Regions from separate parts of the Capra hircus genome. Here region 2 is linked to region 1. The links are chromatin contacts, called in public Hi-C maps. All regions are on one chromosome and are shown on one strand. The core of a region is the stretch at or near the end of the contact, and the rest is flanking DNA. Distances in the headings are between cores, read along the strand shown.

Evidence for each region. A called contact is a pair of places that touch in the nucleus more often than the background predicts.
Region 2: a contact with region 1 is called in a Hi-C map of blood, with 4 times the contacts expected there. The contact joins the promoter of WNK1 here to the enhancer-like site in region 1. A contact is called at or near these places in 2 of 5 Hi-C or Micro-C datasets (both in blood).

The regions. Positions count from the first base shown.
Region 1 is chr5:106,371,213-106,374,665 of ARS1.2, forward strand. All of the region lies in intron 1 of NINJ2 (ninjurin-2), which reads right to left. Among named protein-coding and RNA genes, the nearest start is that of NINJ2, 67 kb to the right of the region's middle. Within about 2 kb of position 1,374, at least 5 of the 5 cell types and tissues checked have an H3K27ac peak or open chromatin away from gene starts, as enhancers often do.
Region 2 is chr5:106,506,748-106,510,574 of ARS1.2, forward strand. WNK1 (serine/threonine-protein kinase WNK1) reads left to right here and starts at 1,917. Exons shown (of 26, transcript XM_018048668.1): 1 at 1,917-2,777. The coding sequence starts at 2,016.

The DNA.
Region 1 (3,453 bases), core at 124-2,623:
TGAAAAGTGAAAGTGAAGTCGCTCAGTCGTGTACGACCCTCAGCGACCCCATGGACTGCAGCCTTCCAGGCTCTTCTGTCCATGGGATTTTCCAGGCAAGAGAACTGGAGTGGGGTGCCATTGCCTTCTCCGTTGGCTGACCTAAAACCCACCAAAGCTGTGAAATAAGGGTTGAAATGACTCAATGCTGACTTGGGTGGGCCAGTCACCCTGCAAGGTGGGGACTGTGGTTAGAGGACAGACGGCTGAGAGACTCGGGGAGGCGCTGCCTAGCAAGGGGTCCCTGTAACAGTCGTGTCTGACTCTTCGCGACCCCATGTACCAGGCTTCTCCGCCACATGGGATTTTCCAGACAAGAGTATTGGAGTGGGTTGCCATTTCCTTCTTCAGGGGATCTTCGCGACCCAGGGACTGAACCCAGGTCTCCCACATTGCGGGCGGATGCTTTACCTTCTGAGCCCCTGGGGAATCCCCAAAAGCAGGGGAAGGGTTTTCTTAAATTCCTCTGGACGATTTAGATGCAGCTTTGCCCTGAGGCAGAGGGATGGCTGAAATGACCAGAGGGGGCCCTCCCTATGGCCTGAGGATCCGATTAGATGAACCCCCGAATTCTGATGGATGCCCCTCTTTTGTTGACAGCCAGGAGCCCAGGAGCGACCCCCTCCCACCCTAGTCCCCCGCTTCGCCAGAAGTGCGGCCCCTGGGCCAGGACGGCCGCAGGGCGCGCGCCTGCCTCGAGCGCTGGGCCTTTAAGGCCGGGCGTCCCGGGAACAAAGGCCCGGCCTGCGCGCACCGGCCTGAGTCACTTCAGTTCCTCTGCCCGCGCCCGCGCCCGCGCCCTCCCCGCCCGGCCCGGCCCGGCCCCTCCTTGCCCCTCCTGCGCCCAGGGGTCTGAGGAGCCGGCGCGGTGGGCGCGGGCCGCCGGTGGCACCCGTAGTTGTCCGGGTCCTCTGGGCGGGGGCCGGGGCCTAGACGCCCCACCGCCCCCACCCCCCGGCTCTGGGCCTCCCACTTTGGGCCTCAGTTTCCACACCCCCAAACGGGGGGTTAATGCCATTCGGGAGGCGTCCGAGTGAGACGGAAAGAGATCTGAGCCTCGTTTCTCCCATCTGAGGTCGGTCTCACAGGGACCCCCGGCCCTCAGCGTCTGTCTCAGCCCCCCTCACCTCCGCCCTCGCGCCCGCACTGTTCCTCCAGGACAGCGGGGCGGGGGGGCAGACCCCGGGGCCCTCCTTAGAGATGCGCGGCCCGCAGCCTGCCCACCGCGCCGGCTGAGCACCCAGGCCGGCCCTGCTGACACGCAGTGGGCGCCCGGCGCTCTGGGCGGCAAGGGCACGTGGGTGTGACCCCGCAGACCCCGCCCCGGGCCGCGGGCGCCCCACGCCGCCGGGCGCGCACTCTTCCTCGCCCTGCCCTCGGTCCGTTTCAGACTGCCCTGTCCCCAGCCGGCTCGCCAAGTCCAGCTCCCCAGGCTGGTGGGGGTTCCAACTCTTGAAGCCGTGCACTGCTCCATTGTTCCGCCAGACGGTTATTTATCCCTTCATCCTTGCTGGCCTGTATTTTTGTTTCTTGAGGAAAATTGGGTTGGATAGGAAAGGAATGCCTTTTTGAGCAGAAAAGTAAACACAGTTTTGCAGCTGTTTATTGACTCATTTGAAAGGACCCTGATGCTGGGTAGGCTTCCCTCACAGCTCAGTTGGTAAACAATCTGCCTGCAATGCCAGGGACCTGGGTTCAATTCCTGGGTTGGGAAGACCCCCTGAAGAAGGAAATGGCAATCCACTCCAGTATTCTTGCCTAGAGAATCCCATGGACAGAGGAGCCTGGCAGGCTACAGTCCATGGGGTCGCAAGAGTCGGACACGACTTAGCAACTAAACCACCACCACACCTGATGCTGGGAAAGATTGAAGGTTGGAGAAGAAGGGGAGGACAGAGGATGAGATGGTTGGATGGCATCACCAACTCGATGGACATGAATTTGAGTAAATTCCAGGAGTTGGTGATGGACAGGGAGGCCTGGCATGCTGCAGTCCATGGGGTCGCAAAGAGTTAGACATGACTGAGGTACTGAACTGAACTGATAGACAGTAAGTTCAGTGGGGGCCACCCTCTTCAAGAGATCATTCTGCACTTTCTTGGAAACGAGGTTACAGGGGTGTTCTCCCAAGGGGGTAAGTAACTGTCCTACCAAAAAGCCATGGGATGCCCTGCTCAGAGAGTTTAGGACCTGGAGCCCGCCTGCTGGGCCCTGAGAGGAGGAGAAGGCCTGGTGGGAAGGCCAGGAGAGGAGGATTTGTGACAGCTGGTGGGAACCACAGGAGGCAGGCTAGGTCCAAATCCCGCTTCGGTGACAAGCTCGGTATTCCCATCACCCAGCTCCCTTTCTCATCTGCGAGATGAGGGAGGCAGGATGGATGATTTCTTATGTCCCTTCCAAGCCAGGGCGGTCCAGGTGCAGGGAAGTTCCTCCTCTGAGTGCCGGGGATATACCCTCTAAGAGGCAGAGTCCAGGTGGCTGGGCACCAGGCCAGGGTCAGAGGCCCTGAGTCACTCACCCTAGGCAGCTCCAGGGCAGGGGTGGCCCTCCATTGAGTCAGTCAGCCCTGAGAAAAGCCACATGGCAGTTTCCCTGTGGATCAGCTATAACACCAGGCATTAGACACAACAGGCCCAGAGGAGCCGTGGGCTGTCGGCCCCGTGTTGGCCTCAAGATGCCCAACTACCCAGAAAAGCCACCTGGCAGGAGATGGCAAAGAGCCAGGCTGGTTTCAAAAAAAGGAAAGGCGGATCCTAGCCCAGGAAGAGCGATTTGTTCAGGTGTGTGGACTGGGGCGACCTACTATGCCAACTCACCTTTAATGAGGTGCTGTAAGGCGAGTGCAGAGAAGGAGAGAGCAAACCGGGCAGTCAGGCAAGAAAAGGGAAAATTATTAGAGGGAAAAGAGGAGGTGACTGACTCTTAAGGAGAAACCAGCGTCCTCCCTTTCTGACAGAGTCCTTCTTATACCCCACCACTGAGAAGTTCTTCAAAGGGATGATCATGTAGCCGGAGATCTGGAATCTGGTGCTCTCGCAGCTTTGAGAAGATAGGCACCAGTGATAACAGGATGCCACTTGGGCAATTTGGTCAGTCTCAAGGATCACTGTGATTTACTCTTTGTTTGCAAGGTCAACATAATGAGCCATCTTAACAATAAGCCCCCATGTAGACCCTATAACCTGTGAGCTCTCAGCCTCTGTCAGGGTTAAGTGTGAAAAGGTACCTGGGTCTGTCCTACTGTGGGCTTGCACAGTAGGTCCTGGCACTGGGGATGACAACAGTTTCCTCTTACAGATTACAGACCTTGTGCCTGACTTGGCTTAACACGGGACATGAGTCATCTTATGCAGTCCTCACACAGTCCCATGAAATTGGTCAGGGCATCCTTAGGTTGGTTGGTCGGTCAGTCGC
Region 2 (3,827 bases), core at 667-3,166, 140 kb after region 1:
CTTTGGGCATTTGCTAGGAAACGAAGCGCTAACGAATCTTCCGTCCGGCTGCTTCCAACCGCTACTCTTCCAGTGTGGCTGCGCGGCCCGTGCGCTCCGGAGCCGGTCCGCCGCGGGCGCGGGGCCGGAGCCGGAGCTGGAGCCCGGGCGGAGCGCACGCGCGCTCGGAGCCGTTGCGCACGTTTCAGCGCTTCCCGCTCCTACCGTTGGGCTTAAGACTTTCAACCGCCGTCTGGGTCCGGCTTCCTGCTCCGTTGGGTGCCCCCTGGTGCTCATCACCTGCACCATCTTGAGCGGCGGCTGCGCGGAGCTAGGGGTCCAGGGAGCCCGAGGATGCTTTCGAGAAAGCCTCACGTCCAAAGCCGGGGTGTCGATCACACGGGCACACTCAGGCACCTCTAAAGGAAGAGGGAGGCTGTTTTCACTAAGCACCAAGAGAGACAGGAGCAGATTAAGTTTCATCCAAGTCAACTCAGCACCTTCAAGTTTGTGGTAAAAGCCGCAAAGATACGTAGACCTTGTTTCTTCTCGAACCCACCCCCTCCCGCGCGCTGTGCGCTTTTTCCGGGCGGAGTTCGCTGTGACCCTTGACTGCAGTGGGGCAGCTGGTCTCTGCGAGTCAGAGGATCTGTCCTGGGCTTGGAGCCCAGGATGCGGCCTTAAGTGCCATGGAAGGGAGCTTCCCCCCTCCCCCAGCCAATCAGTGTTATGCACAAAGTCTGTGGCCGGAGCAGAGGGGTCCGGCTCCTCCCGGCTCTCCGCCCACGCTCCGGTCTCGACACCGTATTTAAATAGGCACAGCAGCTCGTTTTCCATCCATGGCAATCCCAAGAGCTCGCTCTCGCCTCAGTACAGCATGGTGGGAGCCTCTCCCCTCTTCCTGAGTCCTTCTCCTGTTTTTCTCTTCCCTTCTTCCACAATTAATGCCTAAGTCATGCTTTTCCTAGCTAGCGCCCACTAAAGGATAAGGCTTAGCGACCCGCGGTGACGCTCCCATCCGCCTTCCAGAAGAGGCGGTTTCAAAGGGAACTACAGCTCCCGTGGGGCCTCAGGCTAAGCCACCGCAGGGCATCACGGGAGTCGTAGGCGTCTTCCTGCTCTGTCCCGTTCATTCCTCAAGGTGTCAACTACAAGTCCCAGAGGGTCTCGGGGCGAGACAGCCTGCGCGAGAGCCCCGCGAGCGGAGTGGGGGTGGGGCGCCCCGGGCGGCGGGGGGCGGGGCCCGAGCGGGCTGTGTGGAGGCTTCAGATTCCCGGCGCCATTTAGCGCGGAGTTTCGCCGGCGGACGCGGCTCTTCTTCCGCGGCCTGTCTGCACTCATCTCCGTGACAGAAGGCGCCCGACCGGGTGACTGCCCTTACTTCTCCCGGCCCTCCTCGGCCCGGAGGAGCACCGGGCTCGGGCCCTCCCCCACCGGCTCTCCCTCCGTCAGCCCCCGGCCCCGGCCCGGAGAGGAAGGGGTCCGCCCGGCCCGGGGCGGGCGGTGAGGCCCGGGGCCGGGGGCCGCTCCTCCGTGTTGCGCTTCGGCTCCTCGCGTCGGGCAATGGGCGGCCTCTGAGGCCGTCCAGCAGGGCGGGGAGGAGGAGCGGCCGCCCGCCTGGCCGCGAGCCCCAGCGCGGCCTCGCCCGCCTCCGCGCCGAGCGGCAGCCGCTCGGGGGTCTAGCCCGCCCCGGGCCGCAGCGGTGGAGAGCCAGCCGCCGCCTCCTTGACTCGGTGCGGGCCGCCGCGCCGCCCCCATGACCGCGCGCCCCCGGCGCTCCAGCCCGCCCGTCCGCCGCTCGCCGCACGATGGGTGCGGGCCGTGAGGCGCCAGCCCCCGTGCCTCCGCCCCGCCGCCGCCCCCGACAAGCGCGCCTCGAGAGCCGCAGCGGCCGCCGCAGCCGGGCCCGCGGGCCCGCCTCCCGCTCGGGCCGCCGAGTCAGTGCCGAGTGAGGGGCCGTCGTCCTGCCGCCCCGGGCCGGCCCCCTTCTTCCGCGAACTCGAGCCACCCGCCTCGCTCTCGCTCCCGTTCCCACAATGTCTGGCGGCGCCGCCGACCAGCAGAGCAGCGCGCCGGGCTCGCTGTTCCTCTCGCCGCCGGCGCCTGCCCCCAAGAATGGCTCCAGCTCGGACTCCTCGGTGGGGGAGAAACTGGGCGCCGCAGCGGCCGATGCCGCAGCCGGCCGGACGGAGGAGTACCGGCGTCGCCGCCATACCATGGACAAGGACAGCCGGGGGGCGGCCGCGACCACCACCACGGAGCACCGCTTCTTCCGCCGCAGCGTCATCTGCGACTCCAACGCTACGGCGCTGGAGCTGCCCGGCCTCCCTCTGCCGCTGCCTCAGCCCGGCGCGGCTGCCGTGGTCCCGCAGCGGAGTCCCCCGGAACCCCCGCGCGAGGAGACCCTGACCCCCGCCGCTGCCGCCCAGGTGGCCCAGCAGCCGCCCGCCGCCGCCGCCGCTCCCCTTGAGGAGCCGGTCGCCGCGGGCCCGGCCACCTCTTCGGCCCCGGGCAGCGCGGGCAGAGACCGCCAGGCTGTCCAGCCCGGCCCCGCGGGGAGCCGAGAGGAGCCTCCGTCGTCGAGAAGTGGCAGCGGCGGCGGCAGCGCCAAGGAGCCCCAGGAGGAACGGAGCCAGCAGCAGGATGACATCGAGGAGCTGGAGACCAAGGCCGTGGGCATGTCCAACGACGGCCGCTTTCTCAAGTTTGACATCGAGATCGGCAGGGGCTCCTTTAAGACGGTCTACAAGGGTCTGGACACCGAGACCACCGTGGAGGTCGCCTGGTGTGAGCTGCAGGTATACCCCACCTTCTTTCTCTTACAGTGCTGTGGGTCCCACATTTGGCTCGGCCATTTGGCCGAATTTTCCCTTTACGTGTCTTCCTCTTAACTGTTCGCTGCGAATGAGGGGAGGCCAACTTTCGAAAGAGTCACCAGGATTTGGGGTGTTGGCACAGGCGAGGCGTTAGTATTTGTAGCCAGAGATTCGCTCCTCGGGAAGGAGTGGTGAAAGTCATCCGGATACCAGCGCATTGCCTCCTCGTCATTGTTTTAGTGTCTGGCAGGAAACGAAATGAGCGGGGAAGTTTTTGAGTTCGGAAAGTACAGTCCTCTTGCCTTGTGTTCATCAGAGATCTGCAGTGATGAGCGGCTGGTGTGTTAGATGCGTGTTTCCATTCCTGAGAACAGGCTGTCTTTTTAAATTGAGAACGACCTTGTTCACAAATGACCTTCTTTTCGACGTATCTTAGTTGGTGGTCGCACCGGCATCTAATAAACTAAAAAAGGTTTCCTTCACTGGATAGTTTGAGACTAGAAAGTTACAGTTGGGTATTTGATATCGTTCCACCTAATGATGTTTAAGCAAGTTTTTGATAACCGTGAGCAGACGTTGTTACTAAAACTAGTGTATGTTTAGCCCACTCGCTGTTCTGTGGGTAATACAGGAGCTTATGTATGTGTGCTTTGAGGGTTGTAATGTCATTATCATTGTTTTAATCTTGTAAAACATTTTTAAGCTAAACTTTCTCAAGGGTACAAATGAGTGACAAAGGCTTCATTTTTAACTTCTAGGAGATTTTCATGGTGTAAATAATGGTGTGTCATCCTGGTTGACAAGGATATAACGGGGTTTGAGCTACTTGTTGCTTGATCTGTAGCAGCTTGACTGAAGTTGTCTTCACCTTTGTGTGTTCACATAAGTTATTGGAAGAAGCAGAGTTGAACTGAATGAAAAAACCACTGACATTATACGTGAAAAATGCCAGTATCCATATTCTTCTGGCAAAGGAAATGAACCAACCTGAAATAGGATATGAAAGTACCTGAGTGATCTAGGAATTTATCT